Regions from separate parts of the Mus musculus genome. Here region 2 is linked to region 1. The links are chromatin contacts, called in public promoter capture Hi-C maps. All regions are on one chromosome and are shown on one strand. Each heading gives the region's core, a stretch centred on a gene start, on an enhancer-like site or on the middle of the called end of the contact. The rest is flanking DNA. Distances are from core to core; before and after follow the strand shown.

What was found. Promoter capture Hi-C pulls out the DNA fragments that hold promoters and counts their contacts.
Region 2: a promoter capture Hi-C map of hematopoietic stem and progenitor cells shows a contact between it and region 1, with 2.8 times the contacts expected there. The contact joins the promoter of Calca here to the enhancer-like site in region 1. A contact is called at or near these places in 10 of 39 promoter capture datasets (the 3T3-L1 cell line, cranial neural crest, embryonic stem cells and 6 more), 1 of 484 Hi-C or Micro-C datasets (embryonic stem cells) and 6 of 115 datasets of contacts at active chromatin or transcription factors (embryonic stem cells, epiblast stem cells and stem cell-derived neural progenitor cells).

The regions. Positions count from the first base shown.
Region 1 is chr7:114,307,661-114,311,131 of GRCm38.p6, forward strand. No RefSeq gene overlaps it. Among named protein-coding and RNA genes, the nearest start is that of Psma1, 33 kb to the left of the region's middle. Within about 2 kb of position 1,496, at least 10 of the 459 cell types and tissues checked have an H3K27ac peak or open chromatin away from gene starts, as enhancers often do. A contact at or near this core is called in hematopoietic stem and progenitor cells, where this site is marked.
Region 2 is chr7:114,634,471-114,637,941 of GRCm38.p6, forward strand. It overlaps Calca (calcitonin/calcitonin-related polypeptide, alpha), which reads right to left and starts at 1,887. Exons shown (of 5, transcript NM_001033954.3): 1 at 1,742-1,887; 2 at 657-751; 3 at 1-138. The coding sequence starts at 742.

The sequences.
Region 1 (3,471 bases), core at 246-2,745:
TCATTTATTTTGTTTTATAGCACAAAACAAATGGTTCTTCACTTCATGGTTTCTTTAAATACTTATACATACAAAGTTTATATGATGTATGTCAGGAGAGTGCTGGGAATTGAATCCCTGACTTCATGTTTGTTAGGCAAATGCTCTATCACTAAGCTACAGCTCTCTAAAATTGGCAGCATATTATCTTTTAGGAATAGTAGATCACTGTATTACTTTCTGTATTTTGTGATAAATACTAAAATCTTCAAATGAAAATAGATTGTAATTTAATACCTTTTAATATTTTTAAAGCATATGGTGTCATATAACATTCCTTTTATTTCTTCCTGCATAATTAGAGTGCATTTGGCTCAAAATCATTCACATGGCAATAGCCACAGTCATATGAATATTCAAAGAAAGACGCAGAATGAAAAATCTGACAGTGGTTAATAATGAGTGGGTGGAGTATAAGTGAACTACTTTTTGTTTACCTATAATAACACATATTATGGCCTCAATTAGCATCCACCCTTTCTTTGCTTATAAAAAAAGAAACTCTTTAAATAAAATGAGGAAAATAAAAATATTAACTGTTAAATAATAAGGCATTTATAAGGAAATAAAAATGAGAGGGGGGAGTTGGGGAATACATCACATTAAGGCAATTTCAGATGATAGCATTTGCTTAGTGTGATTCATCAGGACACTCTCCAGACCTCTGTGTGGGCTGATCTTTCCACAGCTACTCCCTGGGATCTCTCACACGTCCTCTGCTGTCCCCACCTGTCTCCATTCTGCTCCTGGAACAGCTATCATTTACCTGAGTGAGCTAGTGAGCTTCAGCCAAGATTTCTTCCTCAACATTTCCCTTTAAAGAATAATCAGAACAGCTCCTTACATTGAACTACTTTTTTTTTGGGGGGGGGGGGTTCGAGACAGGGCTTCTCTGTGCACCTCTGACTGTCCTGGAACTCACTCTGTAGACCAGGCTGGCCTTGAACCAGGCTGGCCTGCCTCTGCCTCCCGAGTGCTGGGACTAAAGGCATGCGCCACCACTGCCCGGCTAAATTGAACTACTTTTTTTCTTTTCATTTTCAGTCTGTTTTACAGTTCCATGTGAGTATACTGTGCACTGTGATTATGTTCATTCTACTACTTACCCTCTCTCTTTCTCTCCAACTTATCCTCACCCCCTTCTTCCCAGATAGTCCAGCTCCTACCTTTATGTCCTTCCTTTTCTTCCCTCCCTTCCTCCCTCCCTTTCTCCGTCCTTCCCTCCCTTCTCCCCTTTCCCCCACCCCCTCACCCTATGCCTTTTGAAGCTGTTTAGTCTTCTCAGTCATGTATCGTGTCTGCTGTCCATCTAGTCTGAGTTTCTCCAGGGTGTCATTATGGTTTTGGAGTTTTCTCAATGTTTCTTGCTAAATTGGCTCCAGAGTATGTAATGGTGATTTGAAGTCCTCATTGTAAACGGAGCTGCCTTTTCCACTTTCACTTCTGGCTACTGATGATAACATTACAGCAACCATTGTAAAACCTGGTCTCCTGCTGGCCCCTGGAAAGAGCGGTTGCCCAGTGTGCTCAGCAGAGCTGTATCTCCACTGCCTGTTTCCTTCCACACGTTTGTGTCTGTGGTAGACAGTGTCTGACAGTGTTTGTCCCCATGAGCCAGGTAGATAGTGTGCCTTTACCATTTCCCTCTGTGAATGAGCCAAGTTAACTGACCGAGGCAGGAACTAAATGCCTGTCCCTGACACCAAAGCCACCATAGGCCTTTGCTTTCACCAGCTCTCATTTGAAACAGCCACAGTTGCCCGGCTACTTTGGGAGCCATTGGTTTCTGTGAGACTGAAGGCTGACATGGTACTGATTACTTGAGGGTTGGTTGTAGATTTTCAATCAGCAGACAGGAGTTCTACACAACATCTTAAAGGATGGTGTGCTTTGAAATTACAGAAACAGTGTGTGTTCACTACAAAAAGACGAAAAGATGGATAATATGTAAAGATACTATGGCTAGTATCTTTCCTTCCAAAGGTTTTCAGTAGGATAGACACAATCACATGTACAAATTTGCATATTTAAGTTATATCCTTGGGTTGGGAGGAGTTTTCCATAGTAGAGGAACTGGTTAGCAAGCTTCAAATCTTGAATGTGATCTTCACCACTGTCTATCTGTCTGTCTATCACCTCGTTTGAAAAGTGTACTTTTGCACATTTTAACATTTCTAAGATTGAAAAGCAGTTTTAAAATTAAATGATTTACTTAAAAATTTTAAATTATTTTATGTGAATGGGTGCTTTCTCTTCATGTGTGCCTGAGCACCATATTCTCCTACAGAGACCAGAAAGAGGGCCTCAGATCCCATGGAACTGGAGTTACAGATGGTTGTGAGCTGACATGTGGTTACTGGGACTTGAACCTGGGTCCTCGTAGCAAACACCATGAAACTCGGGTTTTAAAAAATTACATCTCAAAGCACAAAGTGCATAAAGAGGTGGATTTCATTGTGGTGTTTGGCATCCATATGGCACTATGTGTTTTATCCATCCCCCTTCTCCATCTTCCTGATCATCTAGACTCCACCCCCTTCTCCGTTTTCCTGATGCATTCAGGCTCCATCTTCTTTCTCCATCATCCTGATGCATCCAGGCTAGTTCAGTTCCTCTTCCCAAACTGTATCCTTCTCCCCATTTTATGTCACACTATATCTTTAAAGGGAGAGAAAATGAAAGAATTTAATACATCATTTTACACAATGCCTTCCAAAAACTTACAACAGCTTCCTCATACCTGTGATGCTGAGAAATAGCGATCCTAATCTGGAGGGATCCTAGAGAGCCAGTGGTTCTCAGTCCATGGTGGAATCCTAACATCAGTGGGGGAATCAGCAGCTTCAAAGGGAAGGCCTACCAGTAAAAGGCTAATAACCACTCACTCTTCTCCTGGGTTCCTTGTTATCAGGGCTGCTGCCAAAAGGCGCTGTCCACATTTTGGGGTGGGTCTTCTCATATCAATTAAAGCAATGAAGACAATTTTCAAGTGAGGTTCTCAGCCCAGGTGATTCTAAATTGTTGCAAGCTGACATATATATCAACTACCACATACATGTATTAATTGTTGTCTGTTTTCACCCCTGCCTCTCCATTAAGATCCCTTCCTCCCCTCTGTCCCTACACTCAGTGTCACATAGTGACCTACACCCACCCACCCACTCACATACTATACAAACATGCTATATACACACCCATACTAACCCCCCCCCCACACACACACAACAGAGAGAAAGAGAGAGAGGAGGGGGAATAAAAATGTAAAAGGGTTTGTGTAACTAGCTTGTTGAAGTCCTTAAACATATATGGCCACACATTACATGCATCCTGATACCTCCAATTCTACTCCTTGCTTTGGGGGCAGTGGGAGACCCTTACCTAGGGGCAGTGGATCAATAGGCTACAAGGTGCCCTGTCAAGAAAGTTTTACCC
Region 2 (3,471 bases), core at 637-3,136, 330 kb after region 1:
GAGCCCTCAGCCTCCTGCTCTTCCTCCTGCTCCAGCTCCCTGGCTTTCATCTGCATATAGTCCTGCACCAGTGCAGCCAGCAGGCGAACTTCTTCTTCACTGAGAGTGGCCATGCCTGGGCTGCTTTCCAAGATTGACCTGTGGAGAGGAAGCAAGTCTAGCACCGTCTCTGATTCCCTGCCTGCCGCTTACACTAGAGGCTTGAGTCAGCGTCCTCATAAGTTTAGGAATTTTGCAAGTTAAATGATAAGTGCAGGCAAATTGAATGACAAAATAATTACTGTTGAATCTGAATTGGGGGCTCATTTTAATAAATACAGTTTGTAAAGTAGATGAGAAATAGATTAACAGATTATAAATTAGAGTCAGTAATATTTATTGGCAAGTTAGCAGATTAGAGTAAAATTCATGTCTCATAAGGAATGAATTGAACAAAAAGGTTTAACTCTTGATACTAAATATGGGGGGGAAGTGGTGAAAGCATTTTGTTAGTTAAAGGGCTACTTGAAATTTAAGCTTATAGTGAACTTACATGTGTGTCTATGTACATGTATATATTTTTCCACCAGATAGTTGGGTTTTAAACATTCGGTACTCTGTGGTTAACAGGAAGTTGGCCAGTCCCAGGACACTAGGACTCCTGTCTTTACACGTACCTCAAAGGCACTGCCTGGAGGCTGCATGCCTGGTACAGGAGCAAGATGCTGACAACCAGGAAAGGGGAGAACTTCAGGAAGCCCATGATGCCTTCCTGCAAGAGAAGAATGTCTATTTATTCATTTGTTTATTTATATCAGTTCAAGGTTCTATAAGCCCATGGACCTGGCTTTCTGTGTGCTTATGCCTGTGACTCCCCGACATTTTGGCTTCATACTGATAACCACATTTCTCATCATCTTTGTTCCCTCATTGTCCAGTGTGCATGTAGCCTATACGGTTTGGAAAGAATCTTAGCCCTAAAGATGGAGGAGGGGGAGGGTGCGGGGGGTCGGGGGTGGTGGTGGTGGTGGTGGTGGTGGTGGTAAAGGAGTGGTGGTGGTGAGATCAGTCTCAAGGATTCTACGAATCCCAGGTGTCTCCTGTCTCTACATCTGTCTCCACAGGGAAGTGTAGAGTTGTCTTCTCTTTGTGAGTTTTTTTACAGACACCTAAGAATGTGAGAAAGAAAGTCTATGGAGAGGGAATCTTTCTGCCTTGAAATCTGAGAAACTGACGGCTGCACTGCTCAGCTGCTCCACCCTCTGGCAACTCAGTTGCCTACAAGAACCAATCTAAAGTTGAGGTGGAAAACACTTCTCTGTTAATCCCAGGGTCCCAAATCGGGGTTTGCAATTGCGGCAACTGACTCTTGTTCGCTACATATTGGCCCTAGGCTCGGACTCAGGACCAATTTCTCAGGAAACGAGAATACTGAAAGCACCATCTAAGAAGAGCTACGCCCGACTGCGCGCGTGAAGCCTAGGAGCTCAGCGTCCCAAGATTGGTGGATCAGGTGTACAGAGAGAGAGAAACGTGAGACTGGAGCCTGCGCTCCAGCGAAACTGAAGGAAGGCTCTGCGGACCAGTTCTGTAGGGACCTATCTGGATCGGGATCTAACACGAACCACGCTAGGACTAATGACTAACGGGGACTGGGATTGTCAGGAAAGACAAACCAAGGACTAACAGCGAGAGCGGGAGAGAAGAGGGAGAGGAAGAGAAAAGTAGAACTACACACCTGAACAGGAATTTTAGGGCTCACCTGGTGAGCGGTGCCTTGGAGCTGAGCCTGCGGGGATCCTGATGGAGCCAGGCAGTGCTTGCGAAGCGGTGACTCTTGATCCTGGCAGTGGCTCCTGTGCCTCCCAGCGCCTGCAGCTGCTCTTATTCCCGCCGTGGTGAGTCGGGAGGGGTCTCGGGGCTCCAGGCAGCCAATAGGTGGAAGGGCCCCATGCCCCAGACAGATTGCGTCACCTCTGTGCTTCCAGAACTCAGAGCATCTAGCAAGATGACACCATTTGAATTTAAATTGAGGTCATTGGTGGAAGTGGGGGAGATGATACGGATCAGTGAGAGCCACCCTTAAAATTAGCGGGAATTTGGAGGGCCTTTTGACATCAAGATAAATTTCATCTCTTCTTTCCTTCTTGACTTTGAATATTCCTGACTCCAATCTCAGAATCTTGGAGAGTAGAGTCCAGTATCTCAAGCACTCCTTGCTGCATGTCTGATTCTAATCGTACCCCCACCCCCACCTAAGTCCGTGCCTAATCTAGAATAGTTTAGTGCACCTGAGGGATGAATTCTTGATCTGCAAGGCTAGTTCTGGCAGCGTGGCACACAGGTTTAGGCAGATAGTCAGAGGTGTTGGTACTGCACACAAGGACTCAGTTAGACCCGAGGCTTGTGGCAGCTGCCTCATTTGGGGTTATGTGGCCACAGGTAAAATGAAAAATGAAAAAAAAAATCCTCAAAAATCTGACACCCCCCAAAAGACCCCCAAAGCCTGCATGAAACCTCAACATATTAAACTTTTCAGTGGGTATCATAGTCCCCCTTTGAAGGGCCTGCTTGTAGAAAGAAACCTTGGTGTTTTCTGGGCTATAAAATCTCTCTTTCTCCAGTGTGAATCATCTGTATTCAGCTTGGCATTCCTAATGCGCTGGATAACACACTCACATGTGTGAGAAGGGGTTGTATTTAGCTGGGTCCTGCTTGGGGTAGGGGGTACGAAGGGGTAGTGGGGAAAGTACAAAGAAGAACCAGATGCCTCCAAAGTCTCCATTGTAGATCTTTTTCTCCTCCTGCCTGGCTATCTATCACTTCTCATTAGGCTGCCTGCCTGCCTAAGGATTTGCACAGCTGTCCTTTTGCTTCCTGCTGCTGTTTGCCAAGATGTTCCAGTTGTATTTGATCCGGGGGTGGAGTGGGAGGCCCTCTCACCCCCACCCTTAGATCCCTGAGCTGAAGAGCTAAAGAGCAGGCAGGCTTGACAGTGCTGCGGAGATGCTGCCCATCCTAAACCTCACACTTGCTCCCAGTCACACTTCTCCTGGCACAGAGACTCTCCGCTCTTTCCAAAAAGGCATCCTCTCCAGAAAGCACAGCCACTCAGCAGTCTCTGTGGCCCACAGAAGCATCCTTAGTGGTTCTCAAATTGTCTGAAGCCTGCCTTCACGTCCCTCCTGCAGTCCATGCCACATTCCCACAGGATGTTTGCTCTTGGATCTCCATCTCACATCAGATTAGTTTGACTTGATCCCTCTCACAACCACTCCCCTGATTTGGACACTCATTTTGTCTGAGCAGTGAGCTCCAGGAACACCGACAAGGGTGGAGGTCCTAACTGGGGCATTTGCTGTCTGGGGACAAAGAAGCTTCATGTTTCTGCAGTTGGTGAGGTCTGAGTGTGCGGTGCTACATGCAGCAGCCAGTCCAGACCTAGCCAGTGTGTTGAACACATTGGAGAATCTGGGGACCATGGGGGGGGGG